Regions from separate parts of the Mus musculus genome. Here regions 1, 2, 4, 5, 6 and 7 are each linked to region 3. Evidence: chromatin contacts called from public ChIA-PET, HiChIP or PLAC-seq and promoter capture Hi-C data. All regions are on one chromosome and are shown on one strand. Each heading gives the region's core, a stretch centred on a gene start, on an enhancer-like site or on the middle of the called end of the contact. The rest is flanking DNA. Distances are from core to core; before and after follow the strand shown.

Region 1 (3,084 bases), core at 460-2,959, 840 kb before region 3:
TTGAAAATCTTAGTTAAAAAAAAAGTTCACGTTCAGTCTTGATCCCTGTATATTTTGAATATACTCTTAAACTATACTCATAATTTGTATGACTACCTCAGCCTTTCCTAAACCCTTGTCAACCAGAGTCTCTTAAATAGCTAGTAGTGTGTAACCACAGCTTACAGTAATAAAACTGAAGCGTTCCCAGGGGAACCAAAGCCCAAGAGCTACTGGGGAACCGGAAACTTTGAAGCACAGTGCAGCTAGGGGTTATTCCTGCAAAGTCAGCTTTGCGGGGACCCATACTTACCTGAGTGCACACCTGTCAGGGACACAGCAGGTGGCTGTGCTGGGCGCTAGCCTAAGCCTGCCTATGGCTGAGATGGTGTGCTTTCTCACGAGAGCACCCACAATACAAAAGCTGGCCCACATGAGAAACTGCAGTGAACCTGGTTCTAATTCCTGTTCCAATTTCTTCCTCCTGCTGAGCTTATAATCCGTTTCTACATCTGTACCCCACGGTTGGGTGCATCATAGAAGTGGAAAACCATAAAGATAAAAGATTTCGAGGAAATGTACCCATGTGCCCAGGCAAGGAGATGTGGTGTTTAAAGGTTTGAAATTCCAGTCGTTAAGAGATGAGACCCCAGTGACTGAAAGGGACGTGACACAGAGACCAGAGACCTCAAATCCTTAGCTTCTCAGCGGAAGCTTGGACATCACTATAAATTTTAAATAGCATGGGAAAAAAAAAAAAAAAAAAAAAAAAACGACTGTAGCTGGCAATTACAGAAGCCAAGCTAGTGGCTCTGCGCTGCTGAGTTTTCTGAGGGTCAGAACGTAACTTGCCTGCAAGTGAATTCAGATCAAAGCCTCACTGGGGTGGGGGTGGAAGGACCTGGAGCGAGTGGGGGTGGGGGTAGTCACAAAAGGTAAAGTAGGGAGGAACACATGCGCACTTTTCACAATGGGGCAGAGGAGTGCTCTCTGGCGAGGGAAAGTGGTACCCACACAATCCTACTATCTGAAGCCGGTTCCCTGGAATTCAAAAACCGTTCTCCGGAACACCTGGACAGGGTGGAGTGTCTATGGTTCATCCTTGCGTCACACACCCTCTGCTTTCTCCCTTTCGTCATTTCAGCAGTCCATCTATCTCTACCTGGCCTCTGGGCTCCTTCCCCTCACGCTCCTTCACTGCTAGTACTATCAGCTTGCCCTCGGTTAGTGTCTGCTTTTGCCTATTTTATATCTTTGCCTAAATTAAGTGTGTCCCTCCATTCCCACGACCCGATGCCCAGACGCCATTCTCCATAAGGAAAGCTCCTGCAGCGCCACGCAGGATCTCAGGACCTTTTCTGGGAGGGGCGCAGAACCCAAGCTCACAGCCTGGCACCAGAAAAGGCCAACTTCGGGGCTCCAAAGCACTCCCCAGCAGCTGGTTCTTTTAAGGCCCTGGGATCTAATGTCAGGGGGCCCGCCGCCCTCCAGCACCGACGTGTCTCATTTCCCGTGCAGCGCTGAGAGAGACCGTGGGTGGAAAATCCGCTGCAACTCGCGGGCCACCGGGCTGGGGGCGCCGTCACTTGTTGCGACCAATGAACGGTGCTCAGTGCTGGAGCGTTGTTTCTAATACCGTCTTTAGCTGTGCAGGGGATCCCCCAGCACGCACCCCGCTGCTCTGCCACTGTGGGAAGGGAGGAGGTGCCGCGCCCGGAGAGCCGACCCCGGTGGGCGCTGGATGCCCCAGGGAAGCAGGCTCCACCCGCCCCGCGGCAGCCGCCTCAGCAGGTCCAGTCCGCACTCCGCAGAGCATCCTTCTGACCCAGGAACCACACGGGACACAGCTCATCAGGGATCCTCACCTACTTCCAAGTCGCGGTCTCTAGGATTCCCGCCACTCCTCTCACACCCGTCCCCCACCCCTGCCACTTTTCGGAGTCCCCCGCCCCCGCCTCCCGGCATCTGCGGGGCAGTCGCACGCGGAGCTGCTGAGCCGGGAGGACGCCCGGCTGGAGCTGCCCTCCGCAGCCCAGCCCGCACTCCCTGCCCTTCGCTTCGTCCCGCCGCCCGGCCCGCGCCCCCGCTGCCCTCGCTCTGCGCCTCCCCGCCGACCTCCTGCGAGTCTCGAGCTCCGCCACGGCGGGGTACGGCGGGGCCGGCGCGATGCGGCAGCTGTGCCGGGGCCGCGTGCTGGGCATCTCGGTGGCGATCGCGCACGGGGTCTTTTCTGGCTCCCTCAACATCCTGCTCAAGTTCCTCATCAGCCGCTACCAGTTCTCCTTCCTGACCCTGGTGCAGTGCCTGACCAGCTCCACCGCCGCGCTGAGCCTGGAGCTGCTGCGGCGCCTGGGGCTCATTGCCGTGCCCCCCTTCGGCCTGAGCCTAGCTCGCTCCTTCGCTGGGGTTGCCGTGCTCTCCACGCTGCAGTCCAGTCTCACTCTCTGGTCGCTGCGCGGCCTCAGCCTGCCCATGTACGTAGTCTTCAAGCGCTGCCTGCCCCTAGTCACCATGCTCATCGGTGTGCTGGTGCTCAAGAACGGCGCGCCCTCGCCCGGAGTGCTAGCGGCCGTGCTCATCACCACCTGCGGCGCCGCCCTGGCAGGTGAGCGGGACCCGCGTCAACCCTGGTCCACCCAACCCACCCGGTAGAGACCGCTGGGACCACTCGGTGCAACGCCCTCACTGCCAGATGGGGATACTGAGGCAGGGAGCTTTGAGTGGTCCTTGGGATCACAAAAGGGACTTTTCTTCTGAGACCCAGCGCAGCCTCTCTCAGCCTTCAAGCCTCCTCCATCAGCCCTGCCCCCCAGGTGTCCAGGCTTCCGCCACCCCACCCCCACCCCTTTCCTCCCCCACCCGGGTCTTTCTTGTTCAGCCCCTTCCTCAGGAGGGATGGAGAGTCGCCAGCGCAGAGAACTGGAGTCCAGCCCTGCACTGAGCCGGAAGGAAGGGGGCCGGGAACTTCCTCGGATCACGCGGGGTTGGGGAGCTGGAGAGACGGGAGTGAAGCCTGAGCAACCTGGGCTCAGTACCCGGGCCCTAGGCAAAAGGAACCGCCCCGGGGCTCAAGGGCAGGAGGGGCGGGGAGGACCCCCGGGGAAT
Region 2 (2,950 bases), core at 250-2,749, 860 kb before region 3:
TGGTCTGCTTTTTCTGTGTTTCTCTCTTCATCTCTGTCTGGCTCCTCATGTCTCCTCTCTTATTCTCTGTCTGGCTCCTGGCTCCTCCCTATCTCTGTGCCCAGTGCCTGCTGAGTAGGGAGTTACGGTAAGAAAAGAGAGCGGCTGTAAGCTATACAGACAGTCTACCACCGTGCGGCCCTGGTGGATGAATCCATAGCTGTGCGGCTTCACAGCGGGAGCATTAAGTATTTCATGTGGTGTAGCTAAGGAACAGTCAGCCCAGCTGGGCAGTGGCTGTGAGTCTAATGATTCTTACTGTTTGGACGTGATGCTCTTGCTAGAGAGTATCATCTGCTGCCTGTTGTTCTGCAAAACTCTCCCTAGCTCTGAGTCCCACTTTCCCAGGGGAGTTAACAGTCAAATGTGCTGTTCTTGTGACATTACTGATCAAGATACTGATATTGATACTATTTCATAAGTGGGCCCATGACTTCATCTTGAGTCTTAGTGTCGGATTTTTAAGCAGTCAACTTCTTTTGTTACCACAGGGATGTCCAGTTTCTTGAAATTTACTTGAAAAATAAAATTTTTCCAATTTTATTTCTCTTTACTAAAATATTTAAGATTGAGTTGCACAAAGAGTCATGAAAGAGGTTTCATGAAACCTCTTTCATGACTCTTTGTGCACATACACAATGAGCTTTATGGGAACGTTTTCTTTACTCCTCCTGTTGAGATGTGGCATTCTTTATCCATCATCCTGCATGCCTGTGGACCGCAGCCATGAGCACTCCCAGAGCCAGCCTCCCATCAGCCTAATGGCTTTCTTTAATTCATCATGTACTCTAGGCTTGATGCTTGCTGTAATGAATGGGAGCTTGCCTCTTGAAAATATTGATCTGATTAAGGTTTTAATTGAAATATTATAATTAATTCATTTTGACAGAGAAGCTAAGTCTAGAATTTTTATAATGTTTCACCTTGAACATTGTAAGCATGGTATGACTTCTGGATATTTGTGGCTGTTTAAAAGTCATCTTTGAAAACTGCTGAATAGTTTTCCAAAATTAACCATTAATTTATTTAAACTTAATTTTTGTTACAGTTATTAGCTCCAGAATCAAAACCAAACAAAAAAACCAAATAGCTTCCCGTTGGTGCCGATCATCGAGCATTTAGATGCTGATAAGTATGGATAACTTTTACCTCGTTGTAAAATTGTTTCCTAGGCTATGATTTTTATCTCTAAGCTCCCCTAAAAGTGGTAAGAATCAAATAGTGGGCCCATGACTTCATCATGAGTCTCAGTGTTGGATTTTATGTGCCATTAAACAATCGAGTTCTTTTGTAACCACAGGCATGTCTAGTTTCTTGAAAGTCATTGCAGAAGATGTGTTTGGTGACAGTAGGAGGTGAGCACTTGAGTTCATGCCAGCTAGCAAGAGACAGTGCAGCGGCTGAGAGCGAGCATGAACTGAGTGCTTACAAAGATACTAAACGAAGGAGGAAGTTTCTGAACTCTGTTATGGACGTTTACATTTATGCTGGCTCATCATTTCCTTAGGGTGTTGGTTTTAAATGCAAGTTGTTTGCCTAATGGAGTTTTGGCATGGGCTTTAGCATATGGAATTTTCTATGTTCCAGAAGGTAGGGGGCTGAGTTGGTGCAGGCCTGTGTTAAGCTTCAGAGTATTCATCAAAACTACCCAGAGAATCCTAGATGGTGCCTCTGCATGATCTCCTGAGCTCCCCTGATTGAGTAAAGAGGTAGATTAGACCATTAGGTATGGTATCGAGGATTTCGAGATTGTCCCTAGCTTAGTCCCTAAGCTGAGAAATGAACTTATACATCTGTATGTACCTTGAAATTTGGGTGATGATCAAAAGCAGATGTATAAAAGCAGGTGTGTGTGTGTGTGTGTGTGTGTGTGTGTCTGTCTGTCTGTTTGTCTTGAGACAGGGTCTCTCAGTGGAACCTGGTTCTCTGGATTAGGTTAGACTGGCTGCCATTGAGCCTCCTGACTTTGTCACCACCATATCATGTCTGGCTATTTACATGGGTCCTGGGAGTGGCACTCGGGTCCTCGTGCTTGTACGGCAAACGCATTACTGATTAAGCTATCTCCCCAGACCCTCACACAAAAGCACCATCCATGGTGCTACCTGAGTAACCTTGCTGAAGATAAAGTGAGACTCAGGCTTGGATCATCTTAATTTTTTTTATTACTGGGAAGAAGGAGCTAACATTGTATTTCATTGCGTTCTATTAATAATGTAGAAGAAAACAGCCTTGTAGGCAAAGATAATTCACATGAAATAATAGCGTGTTACTTTACCTCTGGGACTTTATCTCTAACGTATTTGTTCCTCCCCAGAGTCTTGATGGAGTCAAAAGAGTGTGAATAAGTTCTCATTTGTAGCGGTCTTGGGGCAGTGATTCCCACAGTACCATCCTGGGACAGCCACCTAACCAGCACTTAAGACTTGTTTCTTCCAAAACTTCTTGGGCAATTCCAGAGCCTTTCAATTTGTTTGTACTTAGTCCTCCAGGTGATTCTGATGTGAGTTTAAGTTTGAAAACTAAAAATCAGTGATGCAGTTGCTGGGTCATGCCTTCCTCTACAGTGGGGACTCAGTCATTGACTTTGTTTATTTATTTGCTTGTTTGTTTGTTTGTTTTGAGACAGGGTTTCTCTGTGTAGCCCTGGCTGTCCTGGAACTCACTCTGTAGACCAGGCTGGCCTGGAACTCAGAAATCCACCTGCCCCCCCACCCCCCCCCACCCCCAGTGCTGGGATTAAAGGTGTGCTCCACCACGGCTATTTTTTTTTTTTTTAACATTTCTTCTCAGTTGATTTCAGTGTAGCCAGGGTTAAGAATCACTTTGTTGGCTTTTTCTTTCTGCCTGAAAGTGCTCTTGGTCTGAGGGTAGATTTATCAATTCTGTGTCTGTTGAAGTATACTTAAGA
Region 3 (3,011 bases), core at 341-2,840:
ACATCTGTAAAGAAGAAGACAAATACTGGCAGGTTTTAAATAGAAACGGAGTAGGGAAGGACCTGTGTGGGGAGTGGGGCTGGGGTAATGGCCATTAGACCTGTCCTGGGGTAGTGGCCAGTACTCTTGCTTCAAGCCTCTCATTACAAATAGAAAATGCTGTCCTCTAGCCCAGTCACTACTGGGGAAAGAAGCACATGTCTCTAGTTCAAACGGGCAATATACAGTCTGGCAACTTGGCAAACACACTTGAAGTCCCAGTGGCACTGAGTATTTCTATCTGGTTTGCGCTATTTTCTAGGAATCCTGCCAGGGGACCCTAGAGATACACACTCACACACACACACACACACACACACACACACACACACACACACACAGAGTAAATTAATCACACTAAACACTATTTAAAATAACATCAGGTCACTCCGCAGACCTCCCGTGGTCCCTCAAACAGATCCCGGCTCCTTTCCGGGAAGAGCCTCACACCCTGCACCCTAGCCCCAGCACAACCACCCAGAGAGCTCTGCTCAGCCCCTTGATGTATCAAATGTGGCTGACCCTTGAGGTCTTATCTCTAGACTGCCTGGAGGTTTCTTTGTCACAGAGTTTCAATGTCACCTTCTCAGAGTGGCCCTTCCTGGCCAGTGAATGAAGCCACCTCAGTTTCTAGTGTGTAGCTCTGCAGAGAGTATCCCCACCCCACCCCACCTCACCCCCATACACACTCCACTTTCTCCAGAAAGGTAAAAGCATTTTCGCTTCTTTCTGCAGAGCTCAAGCCCCTGTCTAAGTGAAGCGAAGCTTTCTCCCCTCTCAAGAAAGGCAAGTCGGGGATCAATCAGGGCATTGTGGAAGGCTATCCTCCATTGGCTTCATGGGGCGAACTAATTCTCAGGCCAGCCAAACAATACTTAAGAAAACAACTGTAGAAGGATCGGGGAAAGCCAGCAATAAACTTGAAGAAATTTCTAAACTTTAAAACGCTCCTTGGAACAGGGAAATAAAGGAGAAATGGAGGGTGTGTAGGAGTGGGGGTGGGGGAGGCGAATCTAATTCTCTCTGAAATTGACCTTGCCCCCCCCCACCCCCCGTAACTCAAAAACTGCAGGACCATGGGGTCTGATCTCACTCTGCACTGCATCCAACCTGAAGCTGACACATGGCTTGGAGAACCCTGCCGCTTTTTCTGTCAATTCCCTTCGGGACCCTGCGGAGGGCTCTTTCTGAAGTGCTCATCACGTGCACAGCCCAGACTTCAAAGCCAAGCTTCAAGCCTGAGGTCCTGTGTGTCTGGGTGGTTTTTTGGGTTTTCTCTCTAATTTCCCTTCCTTTTCACAGCTGATTTTCTTCAGAAAAGAAGCTATAAAAAAGAACCTATTGCATTTCCAGTTCCCATCACCGCGATTTCCACATGGATGTGACGTGGAAGGCAGCTTCCGAAATGCCCAGGTGACTCACGCGGGGACACCCCGGGGCGGGACCTAGGAGTTTCTCCGGGCGGGGCGGGCACGGCTTAGAGCGCCCTCTGCCGGTCGGCGGCGCGCCACGCGGGTCACGTGACTGGAATTTCCATCGGAAATCCCCCTGTTGGCAAAGCATACAACTGAAAGGCAAAAAAGGGAACTGCCCAGTCTGTAGTCTTCGGAGCCGGAGGCGGAGCGGTGAGCCAGGCCGCCGAAAGACGTGCACACCCCCTCAGCCAGCGAGCCCGATCGGGTGTCCATGGGGCTCCGCCTCGGCCCGACCCCCACCACGACCCGGACCACGATCCCGGGCTGCGGCGCGCGCCAGTGACGGCCGGCCGGCCACTTGGGCTCTGCGAGGGCTCCGCGCGGCCCCAAGAGGTGAGCGATGCTCCGGCTGCGGGGTGCACGGCTAGCAGAATGCGGGGGTCCTCGGTCAGTGGGGTGCACTGCCAGCCAGATTCGGGGTGCACGGCCAGCTCAGTGTGGAGCTGCCTTGCGCTGGCTTTGCAGGGATCCTGGAGTTGGGGTATTGTTGGCCGGAGTTGAGGTCCCGGTGCCAGGTGTTTAGGTTGACAGCCCGAAGTTTCTTCAGCCGACTAGTTAGCTAGCTATTCCTTTTCGATCCTGCAGGGTGACAGGAGCTGCAGCTGGCTGATGAATAGTCAGTCACCTTTTGGGTTCCTAGGTCGTGTGGTCGTGGGTGACACCCCCCCCCCACTTGGAAATCAAGTGCAGCGTGTTCATAGGCACGTAGACCTTGCAGAACCGCGTTGGGCTTTTTTCCCATATTGTGCACAACTGGCCCAACAGGGGATGGGTTTCTCAGAGGCCACCAAATCCAACTTGGAGACTTCGGTCAGCTAACCTTTCAGTGATCTGTGGGAGGAGGGTTGCGGGGCGGGAGGTGGAGGGGAGGGGCGTGCTTTGAGATTGCCACTAGGTCTCTAGTTGCCACAGTTTAAGAAGAGTATGCATGCAGAAATGATTCTCTGGCCTGCTTGTTGGGGACTCCACTTTAGGTGGCATGTAAGACTCCCTGCTGCAGCCCCGACTCCACACTGAGATAGTGTGTTGTCAGTCCGGGTCCGTTGTCCCACATCCTGCCACCTGGCCTCTCAGGAAAGCTGAGGTATTAAGAGCTCTTTTTGGAGCATGCTTTGTTTTCTCCTGGTCTCTGATCTTTCTTTGGAAAGCTAGTCTGGTCAAGTGGGGGCACCGTTTGGAGAACTGATCACAGTTAGTTAGCCTTCTGATGTCCCAGATTATTGAGCAACTGATCCGGTCTCCATTCTTATTGTCTGAGATGCTACTTGGATCTTTTGCAGTTCTTTGTATGGATTTGTTTTGTTTTGTTTTGCTTTGCTTTGCTTTTTTTGGAGGGGTACTTCCCAACAGTTGCCCGAGGTATCTGTTGATAAATAATACATAAGTTTCCACATCGCAGACAAAAAAAAAAATCTGTTCAGAGTGGAAAAATAAAACTGGGGGAAAGACTTTGATGAGTAAGTTCTATAGAATCTTATTGATCCTGTGACAAAAATT
Region 4 (2,977 bases), core at 20-2,519, 920 kb before region 3:
CACCACAGTATCTGAGGTAATTTTTTAAAAAAACAAACAAACAAACAAAAAACAAAACAAAAAAAACTGGTTCTTTGGGCAAGATTCTAACAAAGATCACACACATTTGGTGTGTTTCACGGTGCTTTTACTCCAACATATAGTTATTTGACCGTTCAAAGTAGTAAGAGAATGGGAAATTGAAGCCACCAAAACTCGAAGGTGAAATGAGTTGGGGAAGGTCAGGCCGCGCTTTGAAAACTCAAACGAAACTCTGCACACAGCTGGCTGCTTAGCATAAGGGCATTTCTGTACTCCCAAGACTGCACAGAGAACAGAACATCACTTCAGTGGGCCACAGGTGTGTGTTTGCAAAAGCAAAACCTACCCACCTCCTAACTGAAGAGAAGTGATTGAAGCAATTATTCGCAATGGTGGGAGGAAGTGTTTTTCCGAGCCTTGTACTTGGACCCAGGGTCTTCGCTGCCGGATAATGAATAAATCAGCGGAGGATCTCCCGCACAAATACAGTCACTTGCACCAGCACACCCTCAACTAGGAGCGGCCGGCCTGAATAGTCCTGCAACCACTCTTGCCGCTCTCAAGGTGAGGCGTGATGTAAATAGGAAGCTTGCTTCCCGCCCACGAAAAACAAAACAAAACAAAAATCCCCCCCCCCCCCCAACCAAGACAGCCAGGAGAAACCGGCTGGGCAAAGCAACGAGCCGAGCTGCCACTCACCTGCGTTGTAAAAACGGTCCAGCACGGCGGTTTCCCCGAAGTCCAGCTTCCCGAAATGCAGGGTCTCCAGGGTGGCGCCCACCGCCTCGCACGCCTCCCGCAGGCTCTGCAGGGCCTCGCTCTCCGCCACCACCAGCTGCCCCTGGCTCGCCTCATTGATCACATAAGCCACGGTGGTACGCCGGCCGCCCCCGCTGCCAGAGTTGCCCCGGCCTCGGGTGGCGCTGCTCCCGGGGGCGGTGGTAGGGCAGCTGGTGCCGGGAGCCGCCGCGCTCTCCACGTTCCAGAAACTGCCCGGCGGTGGCGGCGGCGGCGGCACAAGCAAGGGCTGCAGGCTCGGCTCTCCCTCCGCCGCCGTCGCCGCTCCTCCTCCCCTCCGGCAGCTGCCGCCCTCCGGGATGGTGCAAAAGCCCACGGACGCAAAGGGCGGCACGGAGAAAGTGATGCCCTCGCCGGCTTCGGTGCCCATCTCTGCCTGCCGGGCTGCCACGGCGGCGACCCCGGAGTCCCCAGCCCAGACGCACCGTCTGGCTAGCCACAGCTCCGGGCTGCTCCGCGCGCGCCGGGCTAGGCAGCTGCCATCGCGCGCCGCGCCTTCACCGCCCCGCCGCCGCCTCCGCTCGGGCGCCCTGTCCCCCGGGGCCACGCCGCTGCCCGGCGGCGGCTCGCCCCTCCTCGGCGCCTCCGTGGCCACGCCGCTCGCCCGCTGCAGGGTGGAGAGTCCACGGGGTGGGGACGCCGGCCGCGGCGAGCGGGAAGGGACAGAGCTTCCTCCTCTTGGCGGGCGGACGAGTCGGCGGCCAACCTGCGCAGCCCGGCTCAAGGGCGCCGCGCTCGGGGAGCCGCGAGCTGTCGCCTGCCGAGCGCGGGCCGGGCGAGGGCGCCCTCTGGGTGCCGGCGCTACCTGGAGAACACCTTACGCGCGGTGGGCGGGCTACCCCGAGCCGCGTCCCGGAACCTCCGTGGCCGCTCCCGAAAGGATCCGCCTCTCTGCTCCGCAACAGCTCCCTTGCACCGACTCCGTCTCCTCCACCACCACCTCCTCCTTCCTTCCTTCCCTTCCTCTTTCACCGGTTCGCCGCGCCCTCCGAGTCCCAGCGACCGTCTCGCAGCCGCCCGTCCTCTCGGCTACCCGCCTGTGGCCGCCCACTCGTTGCAGCACAGAGAGCCAGGGCCCGCCCCTGAGGAGGGCGCTGCTGGGAAGCTGCAGCCTGGACCGAACCCACTGCTCCGGGACCTCAGAGAACTGGGAAAGAGGGCTGAAACCCTGTGCGCGCCTCGCTGCGGGACGGCGCAAAAGAAGAGTCTCTAACCCGCACTGTCCCGGTCAGCCCGCCAGGCGTTTGCAGCGCTGGGCGCAGCCACCGCGCCTCGCTCGTTCTGGTCCGCTCGTGGGCAGCGCGTGGCGCTGGATGCACCGTGGCAACACGCGTGCCGAGAGGCGGGAGGATCCAACAAGCGCCCTACAGCCCAGGCCTCAAATGGAAAGTGGTTTATAAGTGACAGGGGCGCTAAATTTAGAAGTGGTCGGCTAAATTTATCGTGGCAGCCGCTGGTACTTTTCATTGTAAAATTTCCAGTTGCTTACGCTGTTATCGTTAATGAGTAATTGATTGGCTCCATTGCCGAATGACTTAATACTCTCATATATCATCTTAAAGTCACCCCTTCCTCAAAATGCCAGATACCTAAGATAGAAAATGCATGGGAAAATTATCATTCAGAGTTGAAAGAGAGAAGTTAACTTATTTCATTTTTTAAAACTGAACCATACACAAATGAAAAGGCTTGATTGCTTTAGTGTGATCAAAAAGCTCCCGCTTATTTTGGGAAGCAAAACCAGATGTGTAAATTCCCAGAGAACTCTCCCAGAATGCTGTAGGTCATGTCAGGAAAGCCAAGGCAAGCTGCAATACGTAAAGGATTTGGATTTCCTAACTTGAGGTTAGTAAGCCAAAATGTAAGAGGCAAAATGTAAATTGGATGTCAAACTCCCCAAAGCCTTACTTAACACAGTATTAAGTAAGGGGAATCTGGGGGCGAGGGACACATTCAGACCAGAACACTGCCCAATTCTTAAATTGTTACAGTATTTTATTGATAGTTTCCAAATAATAAGGTCCTTTTTGTGACTTTATTGTACTCCCCAAGCAAACTGTAAGTCTGGGAGATTCATCTGTCACTCCAGTTCCTTTAAAACAGTCACCTAGTTCATTTTCTACTGAGTAGCAAGGTAGCTTTCAGTTTATAAGCAGTA
Region 5 (3,069 bases), core at 166-2,665, 990 kb before region 3:
GAACAAGATCACAGGCCAAGGGTGGCACAGAACGGCTTGAAAGGGCAATGACGGTAACTAACCAAGGATTAACCACACTGCAGCATGTGGCAGAATCGCCTTTACGGCTGACTAAGGTTCCATCAGTCGTACAGAATGCTCACCCACTTGCCATCAAAATACAGCTTTGCCACTCCCCCTTTTCAGTTATCTTGTTTCCTAGAAACACAGGCATACAAATATTTCTTTCATGTCTTGCTCTTAATCCTTTTGTGTACCCAGCCAGAAGGAAGATTGCTGGATCCTGCTGGGAATCTATTTTTAATGTCCTAAGGAACTGCTCTGCTGTTTAAAAGCAGCTTATTTTTAAGAGATGACTTAATGACGTTGTTACAAATTTGGGTTTGTGCACATGAGATTTCTAGTGTCACTTCTAGAGAGATGCTGATCAGATGGCGACCAGAAGATAATAGAGAGGGCATGTGGGGTCAGTCGAAACACACGCACCATGTCCAGCCAGAGTATGTGGTAAACACAGACAGACTGCCACGGACAACAGTTGCATTTGGCACGAGCTGCATCACCATCGGCCATGAGCTTGCTCATCTCGGGAGAATCATTTCCTCTACCGTGGAACAAGTGGGAGAAAAGCAGATGCTCGCTCGGAAAGAGAAAAAGATGCATCTGAGACCTCCAGTCACAGCCGGAACAGGAGGGAAAAGAAACTAACAATATTTGGGAATTCAAATGCCCAAAATGTATTCAGTTATCCTGGCGTACATAGGCATAGACAATCATTTCCTTCAGAACTGTTAATTATCAAGTATTTCAATATAAAATGTCTAAAATATGAGCATGTGCCTCCCCTGTGTACTCCCTAAACTTACATTACATCAGAGATGTGACTTCTTACCCCTCACCTCAATCCCTCTCCTAACAGGTAATTATTCTCAATTCCCAAGCACACTTCTACCCATCCCTAATGCAAACATTTGATGCATAGTCATGCACATTATATTTTAGATAGCTGCTACGATGCCTTAAACATATACTATGATTTCACATATGACCATAAAATATACCGATGTACATCTGTAGCATTCTAGTTGACCCACCTTAAGAGCTCTATAGTAGTCCATTAAATAACTACCACAAGGTATTTAGTCATTCCCCTAGTAGGTATTTACTCTTTCCTTTGCAGAGAAGGAGAATTATAAACTACGTTACATAGAACTCCTTGATGGTATTTCCTTACTTGTGTGAGCCATGTTTTCTACGATACATATCCAGGGTCAAAACTGTCCCATCTCAGGATGTTATTAGTCATTGCCAAACTGCTCTTTTAGAAGTTGTGCCAATGTATCTCGCTGCCGCCGGGAGAATGTCCTGGTTACCCTCCTGGTTACCACAGCGCTGCCTGGATTACAAGTGGGTTTCTGGGTTTCAGTTTTGGTTTTGGTTTTGGTGCAGGGCTGCAGAGGCAGCTCTTGGTAACTGGTCCACACCCCAGGCATCTATGAGAGCCTTTAGCATCTAACCATCTTATGCTGCTCATCAGTGTTTGTTTATTTCTTCATTCTACTCTGTTGTACAAGCAGATCCAATGTGGGTAGGAGGTGTCCTCAGATGAAGGGAAGGAGAAAGACAAGAAGCACAGGGGCTACGGGTTTTATCTTAATAGAATTGCTGGTGATGAAAGAAATGGTTGTTGGGACCCAGAGAAACAATATCCCAGAGTAACATGCTATGTTGGGCACTCTGAACTAAAAGGTAGTCTCAGAACCAAGGTCTCTCTGACCTTAGTGTGTGTGTGTGTGTGTGTGTGTGTATGTATGTGTGTGCGCACGCGCACTTCTGTGTCTGTCTCTCTATGTCTCTGTTTCTGTCCCTGTGTCTGTCTGTCTGTCTCTCCCTCTCTGGAGTGCACTCCCACCTCCACCTCTCCCCACCCCACCCCCAATGTCCTTATCTATTTAAAAAGCCAGCTCCTCTAGAAGATCAATGAGCAGTAAGAAAGTCTAGAATTGAAACCACATGGCACATTCGGAGCCCAGGTGAATGTCTGTTCTTAGGCCTATTTATCACCCCTAAACGTATGTGTCATTCAATGCCCTGGATGCAGCTCAGTGACAGAGTACTTGGGCGCAACATCATGCCCTGGGGTGAATATCCTGCACAGAAAACCAAAACACTGATAACCATCCCAGGCAGAGGAGAGGCTTGGAGGTTAAAGGGCTTGCCATCTAAGTTTGAGGACCTCAGGTCAGATCCCCAGAAACCTACATGTGTGCCGGGTGAGCACAGCCCACCTGTGATTGCTGTTTCTAAGTAGCAAGACCAATGTTGCTAACAAGCTTTGGGTTTCACTGAGATATCCTACCTCAATGAAAAAATGTATACATCAACCCTGGGCTTCTATATGCACACTGAACCTATGTGCAAGCATCCATATACATGTTCACAATGTAAAGATATGCATATACACCCAAGCATCTCTCTCTCTCCCTCTCTCTCTGTCTCTATCTCTCTCTCTCTGTCTCTCTCTCTCTGTCTCTCTCTCTCTCTCACACACACACATACACACACACACATACATACATACATACACACACACACACACACACACACACACACACACACACACACACACACACACACACATGGAAAAAAACCCATCCACTCCTCCTCTAAAACTAAACATGCCCCTACTCCCTTCTCCCATGAAGAAAATATTTATGTTTTAACTCTGGGCCCTTCTTTGATTTTACATTCTGTGTGATCCTGGGTGCTTGCACATTATTAAATATGTATGCCTCTTCCTACAATCTGTTGTCTGCCTCCTTCTGTTTTGGGAGACTCAGTTATCATGCTGTTGGAGATGAGGAGGGACTTCTTTTTGAGGCGTGCATCTGCTCCACAGCCAGGGAGCCTGTGGGGTCCAGACGTCTGCTCCACACACTGAGTGATCCCTGACCATTTTAAATGCAGGAAATAAGTCAGAACTCTCAGCAGAAGAGTCTTGTCCGTAAGTACTAATAGATACTTGAAGTTCACATGCTATTTAAAGAAAATTGTGAAAATGTCGTTACC
Region 6 (2,874 bases), core at 351-2,850, 640 kb before region 3:
AGCCTTTTACACACACACACACACACACACACACACACACACACACACACACAGGGAGAGACAGAGAGAGAGAGACAGAGACAGAGACAGAGACAGAGAGAGACAGAGAGGGAGAGAGAAATAGACACACACACACAGAGACAGACACACATAGAGAAACAGAGAGAGACAGACACATGCACACAGAGACAGACAAACACACACTGACAGACACACACACAGACCTACACACACAGAGACAGACAGACAAACACATACAGAAAGACAGACACAGAGACATATACAGAGAGAGAAAGAGACAGACACACACAGAAACATACACACACAGAAAGAGACATACACACACAAAGATATACACAGAGAGAGAGAGACACACATTCAGACAGAAGCAGAGACATACATATAGAGAGACAGACAGACAGACAGACACACAGACACACACACACACACACACACACACACACACACATACACACAGAGACATAGAACAGCTTCCCATTACTCAAATCTGTGAATGTTTTCATAGCTGACTATGGCCCATGTACTCCCATTCTAATCAAAAATAAATATTACTGTTCTTTCAAGAGTTTCCTCTTGATATTTAAGTTGATAAAAACATGTTCTAGGTACCCACCATACCAACTTTGTGTTTGAACACCACCATATACCCAAGAGAAAACAAAACAACTGAGAAAGCAAAAGATTTCTTATGCAGATGTTAAATGTTTGAGGACACTAATTTCCAATATACTCAGCGGCCTTAAAGTTCCATCAGTGATCTTCCAGTATAGTTCCTTGATCTGAGAACACACCGACTGAGTGTATTTCTTTGAGTTTTTTGCTCCCTATCCGTGGGATTAGTAGTGTATTAACAAAGCCTGTGTTAAGTGGTTGAAACAGTTTGCACACACCGAGCCAGGGCCCTGTTGGGGTCTTCTCATCCTCTACTTCAGCCATCTCCTTTTTTTTTTTTTGGAACCCATCCACTTGTCTGAATATCCACTATTATTCCTTCATTGGTGTTCCCTTGACTGTTGGCATAATAAAGTGACAGGAAACACCATAGATGCTCACCAAAGGGTCGTAGGCAGAGAGTCTCAAGTGGGGATGGCTGAGTTGTAGAGTTGGCCATTCTAGGTGATTCTTACCATTGCGTGAATTCAAGACAAATAAATTTAACAAACATGAGAGCAGAAAGGTGCTCTTGTGATCATTTGAACCAGTAGATCTTAAATCGGGGCTCAACCTGGGTCTCAGTCATTGTCTCTGGACTTGCTAGAGATACAAATCATTGCAGAATGAATGGGCCTCTGGAGTGGGCCTGCTTCCTGCGCTGTAACCCACTTCTCGCCCAGATCCTTCTCCTCTGGCTGTGCACAGTGTGGGAATTCAGGTGGTAGAGGACTAATGCGGCCAATAGTCTTCAGCTCCCTCTCTCTTCTCTCAGGGTGGTAGTTATTGTCTGCAGATAAGGGTTCATGTTTGTCAAGGTGGGCCGCTAACTGAAAAGAGGCTACCGGAGAGCCATGTCCTGTGGTAAACCAAGTGCTGATAATGACACTTTGGTAAGAAATCCCCGGGGAATCCAGACACCAAGACGACCTGGTTCCCTCCAGACAGCAGAGATGTTTCACTTCCCAAGCAATGTCAGCTCTGCTTCCGGTGGTTAGGTGCTGTTCACTCTTCTTGATGTAAGACTCTTCTAATTACTGCCATGGAAGAAGTGGCTGAAATAGCCACCTGTGGCAGATGTTGCTGCAGTTTAAACATGCATCTTTCTGTCCCACTGGTGGGGAAAAAAAAAAGCAGGGGTCAGCAGACAGTTCAGCCAGTCTTGCTCCCAGCCTTCCTGACCTTCAATTGGTTGGCTCCAATTTTCTCACTGGTTCTAATACAAGCAAAATATGCTCTGCCACAAAATATTTAGTATACTCTTCTTAAAATAAGAAACAAACTCAGAAAAGTTTAAAATTAGCAAGATCATTATGAAGGTTGCACAAAGAGCTCACATGTACTACACATCTAGTTTTCTACTTTTAGCATCAGATGTTAAGGTATACTTGTTGTAGTTGATGACCTAAAATCAATTATTACCTAAAGTCTCTCCTTTTCAAATAAACACAGCTTTATTTTTACCTAGTGCTTTGTTGTTGTCGCTCCTGGCTATCATTCAGGATAACACGTTAAAAGGAATTAGCGCGTGATGTTTGGGGCCCAACCTAGCACACTGAACTGCTACAAGATGGTGTTCTCTGATGCTATCAAAAGACCTTTGTCTGATTCAGGAGTCTGTCTTCTGCCAGCATCTACAAAGTGCTGAAAAGCTCACTTGGACGCTTCCAAGTAGATTGAAGATCGCATCGTCTACAGTTCCTGACAACTCTTCTGTCCTTCGGTAAAGCACTGAAAAACACAAAGGCGGAAACCTTCAAATTTATAGATATTTAAAGTAAGAAAATTATGGAAGCTTTCTTAGGAGTGACTGTAAAATGCTACCGGATTCATAAACAGAGTCAGAAAAGAATATGTTAGCTGAACTTAAAAACTCAAGTAATATAAGGGTTTGAAGAGTTATAATTTTTACCAACCTAATTTTAGAATATCTTCACCTTCCTTTCAGTCAAGGAGCCCATAATATTTATATATACTATACTGAAGAAGTTTGAGGCTGAGATTTTGCTGCCATCTATCCTGGAAGGAAATTCTCTTCCTGTTTATGAGACAAATGTATTTGTACTTTGGTAGAAAACTGAACATCTTTGTCCAAAGAGCAACCTTTAAGTTACTTTGTCAGTGAAGCGCTTGTTTTGGAGACTCAGAGGATAAACAACAGCCTTCTGGTTTGCTCTCTGTTTATGCTTCGTGGTTTAGAAC
Region 7 (3,132 bases), core at 442-2,941, 890 kb before region 3:
TTGAACTCAGGGCCTCTGGAAGAACAGTCATTGCTCTTACCCACTGAGCCATCTCTCCAGCCCCAAGTAATAAATGAGTCTACAGTCCCCATCTTGTGGATCTCTCTCCCTTCCATAGCTTCTCCACTGCCAGCTTTCCATGTGGCTGTTTGCCCCAAATCTGCCTTTATCTGTCTTCTCTCATTCCATTCTCTTGCTAAATAAAAATAATTTCCGTGGTTTAAATATTATCTACATGCAAGTAAGAAGGCTTGGCTGGACTCCATTGTGCTGTATTCAAGTACTGCACACAGTACACAGTCAACATGCAGAACTGGAGTTTATTAATGCTCCATTGTCCTTATTTCAATAAACAATTCCTGTGTCTAGATAAGTACTATACTAAGAGTTGGAAACCATTTAAGCTTTTTGTCTTCATTTGACCCTTAAGCGTACCCTCTCCACACCTTTCCATAATTCTCAACAAAACACTATTACCCAACTATAGCATCTTCTGCTTGAGTTGTTGCTAAAGTCTCTAACTGTACTCCATTGCCAATCTCTAGCCTCCAGTTACTGTTGCTTGGGAATGATAACTCACTAAATGATCCATATCTGAAAACTTGCACAGATCTCTATTATTTAAGCTGCAGCACAGTTCCTTGGGCATGGGGTACAATACAAGAGTTCATGTTGGAGCATTTGATTTTCTCTCACCAGGTGGAATCTACCCAAAGTGCTCTTTCTCTATCAGGCTAGACTGAGTCCTGGCAGCTACCATCCCTTGCGGTTTTAGGTTTCCTGGGTTCTTCACCCTTCTCCTGATCCCACAATGGCTTCCAACTTTTTAGTTAGAGAAAGTCATTTGTATGAATTCACCCTAGATTATCTCCTTTCTAAAATGTTCCCTGACACCCTACCCTAAAAACATCTGTGTATATTCATCACAGCATCAATAGCATTTTGATTACACTTGACAGCTTTCAAGTCTTGTAATCTCTTGAGCTCAACCACGTATCCCAGTGGGTCTTTTGAATGCAAAAGTCTAGCACCAAGCTTGGTACATGACTTGGTCTGTGCAGGTTGACTGGTTTAATGATTAACAAGTCTCTTTCACTCTTCAGTGTTTGGTTTGGCAAACTGCACATTCATCTACCACATTGCATATGCTTGGCAAACATTTGAATGAAGAAATTAATGAGCCCAAGTCTTCCTTAATTACTGGAATATATCTGCATAGTGCAACTAACTACATAAAACCTATAGACCGCAAATTGCACATGATAATAGTCCTATCCTTTAACTTCATTGTTGTCTGGATTCAAATTACCTTGGGCAACCTAGTACTCCATTCGTTGCCCTTGGACTCACTAACTGCTTTCCGAGTTTGTTGTGGCTTTTATTTCGTAACCATCAGGAAAATGTCAGAATAGCAAAGTTTTAAAGTTCAAGCAATTAATAAAAACACAAGGTTTTTATTTAAAAAAAAAACATGGAGGTTGCAATTAAACGTGAACAACTGTCTGAAGTGACTCCTAGCGAGTATCTTCTCTTTTAGGTCTAGAATAATCTCTGAAAGACCAGTTGATTTTAGTTAGAGCAAATCATTGGATTTTTGCCCAAAAGAAAAATGGTCCTCGCGGCGTCAGTTCCCTTTTCTATGTAGCCCAATCAAAATCTAGGATTCCGGGCGTCGGCGTCGTCACTTCCGCCCGGCCTTCCTGGACTTTCAGTGAGCCGCAGTGGGGCACTTCTACCTCGAGACTGTTTCCGCGCTCGGGCCGGGAGGCCGAGTGACGGCGGGCGAGCGGAATGAGCGCGGCGCGGACGCTGCGGGTGCCCGGCCGCCACGGCTATGCGGCCGAGTTCTCTCCGTACCTGCCGGGCCGCCTGGCCTGTGCCGCGGCGCAGCACTACGGCATCGCGGGTGAGCGCGGGCCGCGCCTCCGGGGCGGGCGTAGGACGCGCCGCTGAGCGCGCGGTGCCGCCGCCACCGCCAGGGGGCGACAGAGCTCGGCCCTCCCTCCTAGGTCCCCCTTTCTGCGGAGTTGGCATTGGAGCCCAGGGGAAGTCTACAGCTAGTCCTTTCCCTTCTGTAAGAAGGATGCACTTGTCAGTACTTGCAAGGTGGAGTCAACAGAGCCACCAGTTCAAAGCCATCCTCAACAGAGACTTAGGGAGACGCTGGCCCTTTCTTGAAAAAGAAAAAAAAAAAAACTAGAAAATTCTGTGCTCGCTTTTAGTTGTTCTAGGGGAAGTGGATAAATGTGCAGAGATGTCTAAGTGCTCAAGCCATTTATTTTAACTTATACCCCATCTGCTGTTTATGCACAGGAGCAGTGTATGGCAAACCATTGCATAATGTCAGTGATCTGTAATACTTGTTTACTGCAGGAAAAAAATACGATTTCTGAAAAGTAGTGGTAAATAAACTTGTTTCCGTATAGTTTGTCCATTAGTGCTTAGTGCTTTCACGGTTGGGTTCACAGTTCTTGGCCATCAAACTTTAGACTTTTATAAAGGTTTCTTACAAGAAATTGGTATAATTAGGAATTGTTTTCTAGAGATTTTTTGTGTGTGTGTCTGAGTTTTTTGCTTGTATGTATGTCTGTGAACCATGCCTGGTGCCAGCTAAGGTCAGAAGAGAAGATTCAAAGAGGGTGTTGGATCCATTACTGATGGTTGTCAGCTGCCAAGTGGGTACTGGGATTAGAAGCTGGCTCTGCACATGGAAGGGGTCGGGTCTCTGACCTGACAGTTGACTTTTTTTTTTCTTCTTCATCAGTTACGTTTAAGTGGAAGATCTTTAACACTTTACCCACCTCACTGATCACAAAAACTCAAAGCGAAATTCTGTGAAGACTCTAGTTTGAACAGTTGAATGTGCATGTGAGCATAGTAATTAGTCATCTTACCTTGTAAAGTTCAAGTGCAGATTCCCTTTGAACAGATGTTAATGGAGTGTGAGATGGGGGAGAGAAAGAGACATTAGTCTTTCAGCAAAAATTATTGATTGTTGGCACATAACTGAAGTTAATGTTGTTTTCAACACCTGACCAACGAGTATATGGTATTTCCACATATACTGTCTTAAAATGCTGTGATTGGTGTGTTCTGCGTGTATCAGCAGGGGAGAACCACAGTCTTGGGGGT

Evidence for each region. Promoter capture Hi-C pulls out the DNA fragments that hold promoters and counts their contacts. ChIA-PET counts read pairs in DNA pulled down with a chosen protein or histone mark. HiChIP or PLAC-seq counts read pairs in DNA pulled down with a chosen protein or histone mark.
Region 1: an RNA polymerase II ChIA-PET map of memory CD8 T cells shows a contact between it and region 3, with 33 read pairs. The contact joins the promoter of Slc35d3 here to the promoter of Tnfaip3 in region 3. A contact is called at or near these places in 7 of 39 promoter capture datasets (the 3T3-L1 cell line, 3T3-L1-derived adipocytes, cranial neural crest and 4 more) and 4 of 115 datasets of contacts at active chromatin or transcription factors (astrocytes, double positive thymocytes, memory CD8 T cells and 1 more).
Region 2: an H3K4me3 HiChIP or PLAC-seq map of bone marrow-derived macrophages shows a contact between it and region 3, with 3 times the contacts expected there. The contact joins the enhancer-like site here to the promoter of Tnfaip3 in region 3. A contact is called at or near these places in 5 of 39 promoter capture datasets (3T3-L1-derived adipocytes, the C10 cell line, embryonic stem cells and 2 more) and 3 of 115 datasets of contacts at active chromatin or transcription factors (bone marrow-derived macrophages, large pre-B cells and pancreatic cancer cells).
Region 4: a contact with region 3 is called in an HNF4G HiChIP or PLAC-seq map of pancreatic cancer cells. The contact joins the promoter of Map3k5 here to the promoter of Tnfaip3 in region 3. A contact is called at or near these places in 7 of 39 promoter capture datasets (the SN4741 cell line, cranial neural crest, frontonasal cranial neural crest and 4 more) and 8 of 115 datasets of contacts at active chromatin or transcription factors (astrocytes, embryonic forebrain, embryonic stem cells and 5 more).
Region 5: a contact with region 3 is called in an H3K27ac HiChIP or PLAC-seq map of thymic regulatory T cells, with 4 times the contacts expected there. The contact joins the enhancer-like site here to the promoter of Tnfaip3 in region 3. A contact is called at or near these places in 2 of 39 promoter capture datasets (the C10 cell line and pre-B cells) and 1 of 115 datasets of contacts at active chromatin or transcription factors (thymic regulatory T cells).
Region 6: a promoter capture Hi-C map of pre-B cells shows a contact between it and region 3, with 4 times the contacts expected there. The contact joins the enhancer-like site here to the promoter of Tnfaip3 in region 3. A contact is called at or near these places in 1 of 39 promoter capture datasets (pre-B cells), 1 of 484 Hi-C or Micro-C datasets (B cells), 2 of 115 datasets of contacts at active chromatin or transcription factors (the 230-238 cell line and large pre-B cells) and 1 of 9 other capture datasets (liver).
Region 7: an RNA polymerase II ChIA-PET map of memory CD8 T cells shows a contact between it and region 3, with 46 read pairs. The contact joins the promoter of Pex7 here to the promoter of Tnfaip3 in region 3. A contact is called at or near these places in 14 of 39 promoter capture datasets (the 3T3-L1 cell line, 3T3-L1-derived adipocytes, the HPC-7 cell line and 9 more), 3 of 484 Hi-C or Micro-C datasets (3T3-L1-derived adipocytes, liver and pro-B cells), 9 of 115 datasets of contacts at active chromatin or transcription factors (T-cell acute lymphoblastic leukemia, astrocytes, bone marrow-derived dendritic cells and 6 more) and 1 of 9 other capture datasets (adipose tissue).

The regions. Positions count from the first base shown.
Region 1 is chr10:19,850,084-19,853,167 of GRCm38.p6, reverse strand. Slc35d3 (solute carrier family 35, member D3) reads left to right here and starts at 1,709. Exons shown (of 2, transcript NM_029529.3): 1 at 1,709-2,584. The coding sequence starts at 2,146.
Region 2 is chr10:19,874,085-19,877,034 of GRCm38.p6, reverse strand. The region is part of intron 8 of Pex7 (peroxisomal biogenesis factor 7); the gene reads left to right. Among named protein-coding and RNA genes, the nearest start is that of Slc35d3, 24 kb to the right of the region's middle. Within about 2 kb of position 1,499, at least 17 of the 459 cell types and tissues checked have an H3K27ac peak or open chromatin away from gene starts, as enhancers often do. A contact at or near this core is called in bone marrow-derived macrophages and liver, where this site is marked.
Region 3 is chr10:19,013,989-19,016,999 of GRCm38.p6, reverse strand. Tnfaip3 (tumor necrosis factor, alpha-induced protein 3) reads left to right here and starts at 1,590. Exons shown (of 9, transcript NM_009397.3): 1 at 1,590-1,847.
Region 4 is chr10:19,932,818-19,935,794 of GRCm38.p6, reverse strand. Map3k5 (mitogen-activated protein kinase kinase kinase 5) reads right to left here and starts at 1,269. Exons shown (of 30, transcript NM_008580.4): 1 at 721-1,269. The coding sequence starts at 1,189.
Region 5 is chr10:20,004,002-20,007,070 of GRCm38.p6, reverse strand. All of the region lies in intron 2 of Map3k5 (mitogen-activated protein kinase kinase kinase 5), which reads right to left. Among named protein-coding and RNA genes, the nearest start is that of Map3k5, 71 kb to the right of the region's middle. Within about 2 kb of position 1,415, at least 85 of the 459 cell types and tissues checked have an H3K27ac peak or open chromatin away from gene starts, as enhancers often do. A contact at or near this core is called in thymic regulatory T cells, where this site is marked.
Region 6 is chr10:19,658,902-19,661,775 of GRCm38.p6, reverse strand. No RefSeq gene overlaps it. Among named protein-coding and RNA genes, the nearest start is that of Il22ra2, 38 kb to the right of the region's middle. Within about 2 kb of position 1,600, at least 19 of the 459 cell types and tissues checked have an H3K27ac peak or open chromatin away from gene starts, as enhancers often do. A contact at or near this core is called in the 230-238 cell line, B cells and pre-B cells, where this site is marked.
Region 7 is chr10:19,906,233-19,909,364 of GRCm38.p6, reverse strand. Pex7 (peroxisomal biogenesis factor 7) reads left to right here and starts at 1,691. Exons shown (of 10, transcript NM_008822.2): 1 at 1,691-1,906. The coding sequence starts at 1,792.